Linked DNA regions of Sus scrofa: region 2 is linked to region 1. A link is a contact called in public HiChIP or PLAC-seq data. All regions are on one chromosome and are shown on one strand. Each heading gives the region's core, a stretch centred on a gene start, on an enhancer-like site or on the middle of the called end of the contact. The rest is flanking DNA. Distances are from core to core; before and after follow the strand shown.

Evidence for each region. HiChIP or PLAC-seq counts read pairs in DNA pulled down with a chosen protein or histone mark.
Region 2: a contact with region 1 is called in an H3K27ac HiChIP or PLAC-seq map of skeletal muscle. The contact joins the promoter of NEURL1 here to the enhancer-like site in region 1. A contact is called at or near these places in 1 of 5 promoter capture datasets (fetal skeletal muscle), 5 of 47 Hi-C or Micro-C datasets (embryonic fibroblasts, epiblast stem cells, fetal heart ventricle and 2 more) and 1 of 2 datasets of contacts at active chromatin or transcription factors (skeletal muscle).

The regions. Positions count from the first base shown.
Region 1 is chr14:114,380,592-114,383,885 of Sscrofa11.1, forward strand. It overlaps PDCD11 (protein RRP5 homolog), which reads left to right. Exons shown (of 38, transcript XR_002338761.1): 38 at 1-1,411. LOC100157433 (calcium homeostasis modulator protein 2) reads right to left here. Exons shown (of 3, transcript XM_021073490.1): 3 at 2,638-3,294. Among named protein-coding and RNA genes, the nearest start is that of CALHM3, 31 kb to the right of the region's middle. Within about 2 kb of position 1,725, at least 24 of the 83 cell types and tissues checked have an H3K27ac peak or open chromatin away from gene starts, as enhancers often do. A contact at or near this core is called in embryonic fibroblasts, mesenteric adipose tissue, skeletal muscle and 1 more, where this site is marked.
Region 2 is chr14:114,435,251-114,438,331 of Sscrofa11.1, forward strand. It overlaps NEURL1 (E3 ubiquitin-protein ligase NEURL1), which reads left to right and starts at 1,637. Exons shown (of 6, transcript XM_001926877.5): 1 at 1,637-2,071. The coding sequence starts at 1,987.

The DNA.
Region 1 (3,294 bases), core at 475-2,974:
GAGCTGCACACTGTTTCATAGAAGGGCGCCTGCTGGTGAGTGTCATCATCACCTGGCTCTGCTGCCAGGGCTCCCCAGCCAAGGGGTCCTGCCCATAAAAGGTCCTCCACATCGTTAAGGACCTCCAGTCATCATCATGATTAAGTACCAGATCTGGGAAAGGGGCTTTTCTCCAAAGCTATTGACTGAGTGACTGGAGGCAACAGGAGAGGAAACTTCTTCAGGTCCGAGAGCCTTCCCGCCAGAGCCAACCACGCTGTCTGCTTGCTCTCACATTTGCACTCCACTTTGACTTTGTGTTCCTTTCTTCTGGCCAGTTTCCCCCAAAAGCTATAGTTAAAAAAAAAAGTCCCCTCTGATCCTGCCGTGAGCAGGCAGTGAGGTTCAGTCTGGGGCCAAGCCGTGTCATCGGCAAAGAGCATGGGACCAGGACCCTTAGGAGGTGAGCAGGGCCATCTCTATATTGTCCGGGGCCGTGCCGTTGCCCGCCAGACCCTGGGCCCACTTGTGCAGGCGGCTGTAGAGTGGGAGGCCCTGGTTCTCACGGTACAAGTAGACGCCAGTGATGGCGTTCCACTGCGGCCGCGGCTGTGTGCCTTCCACTGGGAACTTGGCAACCAGCTCCTCGTCATCCTTGTTGAGCGCCACGAAGCCAAAGAAGCGGCGCACGTTGTTGGCAGCCAACACCCGCGAGTGCACCTCGGCCGTGCGCTGGAAGAGCTGGTCCTCGTTGGTGCGGTACTGTGCCCAGTAGGCCTCCTGGCGGTAGCTGAGTGGGGAGCAGTAATGCTTGAGGCACTTGGTCAGGAACACCAGGATGGCCACCACGCCGATGAGCAGCCACCCGAAGAGCTGGTCAGAGAAGGGGCAGGGTTGAGGGCGGGCAAGGGGCTGCCTGCAGTCCCGCCCCCCCGAGAGGAAGTAGCAGGAGCTGGTCAGAGCCAGTGGGCCGAGCTGAACCTGGCCTCAGAACCCCCTGAGGGCTGGCTCTGTCCTTCCCTGGCCCCAGGTCCCACTTTTCCACCGGCAGCAGGCTCTTCTGACTGGGATTCCTCCTTTTTGTCCTCACTTGCTTGAACTCATACCTTTTCTGGTCTTAGATTCAGCCCCAAGGGTCCCCTCCACATCATCTCAGCCCACCAGCTCAGACTGCCAGGTTCAGCCCTGATGCCACCTCCAGGAAGGCTTCAGAAGCCCCTTGCAGACTTGCTTTCCTTGAGTCCCCTGTGGCCTGGTTCCTCAATTTATATTGTCACTCTGCCTCATTTTAAAATCTTACCCATGTGCTTGTCTTGCTTGGCTGTGAGCCTTTTGAAAGCTAGACAGTCAAGGTCATCTTTGTTTTCCCAGTTAAGCCTGTACAGAGATCTGTGGACATTGGATCATCATCAAATAAATTTTATTTCTATCATCTTCCACCCCCTTTGGTGTCATCTCTGGCCCTCCTTCTCCACTTGTGTTTTTATGGATCCCAGAGGTGATGCTTAGAAAATTGTGTGCTTTTTCCGCTCACACATGCACGCGCTCTCTCTCACCCTGCTTCTCTTGAGTTAATACTTCAGCCGTTTTTCTGTTTCTGCCCTTGCTCTCTCTCCCTGACCAACTCCTTCAGAACTGAGCCAGCGTAGGATCAAGGCGGGAGCTGCTGCTTCCTGACTGGACAGCCCTTCCTGTCTCCAAGGACTCCCCTGATGTCAACGATGCCTGAGGCTGACTCAGTACTGGGCAGGGGCCTTTCCTAGGCCGGGAACATTGCTGGTCCCGTGAGCCAGCCACACGACACTATCAACTCATTGGATGGCCGGGGTTCATCTCAGTCTGGCTGGAGCAAAGGCCTTAATCTGTGACTGGGATCAAGACTCAGTCTAAGCAAGAAGAGCGTTCCTTTAATGTTTAAAACTTTCCTATTTGGGATGGAATTGACTCTTGCCCCACCAAGAGCAAACCCACAGTTACTGATCTGATGCCTGATGCTGACAGTCCAGTGTTTTCCTGGAGAGCTCAGCCCCTGAGGACAATCCGGGCACTTCCCCACCAGCCACCACGTTGGGGAGAAAGAGAAGGGGCTTCCCTTGATACAGCCTTACCTGGGACTCGTACTTGAGCCTGCGGCTGACCTCCTCCCGGAAGCCTGACAGGTTGGCAGGGCCCTCCCCACATGGGAACCTGGCCAGGATTTCTGTGGCGTGGGCCAGTGGGAAGCTCTCTTTTCCAGCTGTGAGCGAGGAGGGATCCACAAACTCGCTGAGAGCACAGACATAGGCCTCACCACGCAGCAGGGAGATGACAGACCAGGTGACAGGGGCCACAGCTGCACGGCCTACAATGGAGCTTAGGAGGAGGAAGTTGGGGGCAGCCGAGCAGTTCTTAGTCCTCCGGTACTGGCACTCGGCCACCAGGTTCCAGGTGTGGTTGTTGAGGATGACGCCGATGAGGAAGAGCGCCAGGGCGGGCACCCCGATGGCTGTCAGCCCGTACAGGTAGTTCCGGGCTGGTGAGCAAGGGCAGTGGAAAGCCACCACAGTGAATAGCTCCTGGCTGCCCACCGTGCCCAGGGCCACCAGCCCATTGAAGATCATCACATCTTTGCTCTTGAAGAAGAGCGATAGGAAGCGGAAGTTTTCTGCAATCAGGGCTGCCATGGTGACAGGTCAGCTGGAGGACCGACAGTAAGAGTGGAGGCAGGAAGGGACCGAGACCGACGGTTCCTGGTGGGACTAGGAAAGCGTGTGGGCTGCTGGGCACCTGAAGGCAGAGCACGGGCTTGGCATTTTATCCTCTGCGGCGGCTGGCCTCGTGCTTCCTGTGGGACAGTACATGACTGATCAGTGTTTGCCTCTGAAAACAGCAACTGGAGGGTATTGTGTAGCCAGGATGGCGAGAAAGGAAGGAGACTTGGGGAGCCCCGGGGCCTGGGTGGAATGAGAGAAGCCACTGTTCACACCTACTACCTGTCAGGTGCTTCACACCCCTCACTGCCCATCCTTGTGCTCCGGCTCTAACCTCCAGTGACAGGAAGTGGAGGCCTCAGGGTGAGCGCTTGCCAGGCTCACATGGGAGTGGCAGAGCTGAGATGCAGTCTCGAGTCTGTCTGCCTCAGACACTTAACGTTCTTTTCACCACCGCAAACTTCCATTAAAACAGGGCCTGGGAATAGCCCTCTGGCATTAGGGGATATGGGATGTCTACTGGCTTCCCGTTTGGGATTCCAGGTCCTGCTAATGTGTGGAGGGACCCAGGACTGTTTGGAGGATGTGTCCTCAAGGCCTCTGGCCCATGAAGACATAAAAGCTG
Region 2 (3,081 bases), core at 387-2,886, 55 kb after region 1:
TGTGCCTGAATCATGAGGAGCCATCCCATGGAGACTTGAGGAAAGAACCTGGATGGATGAGCTGCCTGATGCCAGCCCACGTTCTCATTGGATTCTGGATCAGAGCTGCTGAAGCCAGTCAGGAAGCTAGAAGTGATCCTAGAGCAGGATGGATGGCAGATTCTCTCTGTCATGTGCCAGGCACCCTCCTGGGGACTGGGGGCATCATGGTAGATGGAGTTGACGTGCCTGGCTCATTTCTAGCCCTGATAAGACAGGGAGGAGCTGCCCCCATGTCCAGGTGGGAGAATGACTCCCTTTCCCTTCCTGCAGGTCCTAGTAGCAGTGCCGAGTTACAGATAGATGTGCTGTCATGTGAACGGGTGACTTGCTGAAGGCCCCTTCTTCCAGGAAGCCTTCTTTGACTGCTGTAGGGCACAGAGGGCCCAGCCTCTTACAGCTGACAGAACTACCCAGTTCAGAGTTGTTGATGGTTTGTCCTTGAGATGTTTCCCCAGCCTGGCTCGTAGGTCCAATCCGTGTTAATCCACAGCCCCCTGCCCCCCCCCCCCCATGCTATGTGTTCAGTAACTGGAGAGCCTGGGATTCTTTTTTTTTGGGCTTTTTAGGGCCTCGTGCCATATATGGAGGTTCCCAGGCTGGGGATTGAATTGGAGCTACAGCTGCCGGCCCAAGCCACAGGCACAGCAACCGCAGGATCCGAGCAGCCAGCAGCGTCTGCGACGTACACCACAGCTCTCTGCAATGCCGGATCCTTAACCCACTAAGTGAGGCCAGGGATCGAACCCGCAACCTCATGGTTACTAGTGGGATTCGCTTCCCCTGTGCCACCATGGGACCTCCGAGCCTGGAATTCTTGTTCTGAGCCCTTACCCCAGTGCCCCTTGAACTGACTGAGAGCAAAGGCTCAAGTGCTGGTGTTCCTGATCTCATTTATTTCTTCATCCATTCACTATTAAACTTTTTTGTTTGTTTGTTTTTTTCCTCCTGGAGCTTTTACTATGTGCTGAGTGCTGAGTCTGGAGCTACGGAAATTTTAACAGAGCTCCCTCGCCCCGAGCCTGGCACCCAGGGAGGTCGCCGTTCTTGTGGAACCGTTTCTTTTGTTTTCAGGACCAGTTCCTCTGTGCGTGAGAGGAATAAACCCAACTCCTACAGCCCGCGTCTCTGATATTTGACCCCCACCTGGGCCGGGCCCCCTCCATCCCACCCGCGTGCCTCGGAGAACTAGTGGCAGCTGGGAACGCGGCGCGCCCGGGGCCACATCTGGCTGAGCGGGCGCGCACGTGTCACTAAGACGCTCATTCACCGGCGCAGCTGTCACCATAACAACCGGAGCGAGGGAATCCTGGCCAAGGCTGGGGGCGGGAGTGGCGGTCGTGCGAGGGACCCGGAGAGGGCGGGAGCGCAGCGGCCGGGGGAGACCCACCACCGCAGGAGCACCCAGCCCGCCCTGCGCTCCTCGGAGCCCCGCTCCATGCCCAGCCGCGGGAGGGAAGGCGCCACGCACGTCGCCGCCGCGGCCGTCCCCGCAGGCGGGGACGGAGCCGGCCGCCGAGCCGCCGAGCCACCGGGCAGGCCGAGCAGCTGAGCGCCAGCGCCGGGAGCCCTGACTCTATGGCCCCGGGGGAGCGCGCCGGAACCACTGCGCCGACCGTCACCAACCAGGACCCACGCGCCAGCCTGAGGAAGAGGAGAGCCCCGGGCGCCGCCAGCCCCCGCCCAGGGGCGCGTCCGCCGCGGAAAATGGCAGGCAGGTAGCCGGCTCACGCGAGGACCCCCGCGGCGGGCAGGAACCGCCGAGGACGGCGGAGCCCAGAGAGAGGGAGGAGAGGAGCTGCCCGCCCGCCCCGAGCCGCAACCCCACCAGGGCCCTCCCCCGGCGGCGCGCGCCCGCGCGCGCACACACACTTGCACACCGTACCTCTGCTCCTGCCCAGCCTCGCCTGCCCCCAGCGCTTGCCGAACCCCCTGGGGACGGATGCCATGGGTAACAACTTCTCCAGTATCCCCTCTTTGCCCCGAGGAAACGCGAGCCGGGCTCCGCGGGGCCACCCCCCAAACCTCAAAGGTAAGGCTCCATCAGGGCCGGGCGCAGGTGGAAGACTGGGGCGCAAGTGGAGGGGCAGGGAGAGGTGGAGAGGTGTGATTGGGGAGGCCAGGCAGGTGCCACCTGTTGTGCGTATTTGGAGACTAGAGACGCATCTCTGGCCGAGGAGGTGGGCTGGAAGTGGGGGACTGCCGGTGATGGTGATGAAAATCAGGGAGGATGGCGTTCAATGGGGTCTACGCATCTCTGCCAGCCAGCGCTGGTAACGTCACTGGAGTCCCTCAGGCCGTGATGCTAGGTGAGCGTACAGGGGTGAGAAAGGGCGTTTGGCGGGTGGATAGGGGAGTGTGGCAGGATGCTCAGGCCGGCTAGCTGTGCTTCCGGCACCATGGTTTTCTTTTTCATCTGCCCATGGCTGGAGAACTGATGCTGGAAGCACTAGTTGCGTTTCTGATTGGAGAGTCTTACAAACCCAGGACTGATTTATAACAGCCTGGAAGAAGGAGCCAGAGGCAATGGCCTCTGAAGTCCTCTGTAGCTATTGACTTTTTGCGTCCATTGAATTAGCTTGGTTTCTGTTTTCCTGAAGGCCAGATGTTTGGTTGGAACTCTAGAAAGAAGGGGCTGGGAGCCTTGAGACAGAGGGACATTAACCAGCAAGGTCTTTGCCAAGTCCCCCAACTCACCCAGCACCCTAGGCCGGGTTCTCAGCTTTACTTCTTCCAGTGTTGTCTCTGATCTTTGGAAAACACACCTGGACCCTCCCAGGCCCTCAGAGCCCACTGATTCCCTTCAGGAAGCTCCTTTTCAACCACCCTCAAAACCGGCCAGCTCTGGCTGGGCCTTCTGATGGCTAAGGATGGGGAAGGGAAGTCCTCAGGCTTTCACGGAGAACAGTCTACTTCCTGAGCCCTGGGTATGGAAAGGATACAGTAATGCCCTTTGCCGAAGCCCTGAAATTTACAAAGAACGTTCACAAACACCTTTTCAAGTGAGCAAAGAAATTGCTCTGGGCAGTTCTCAGAGCTCAT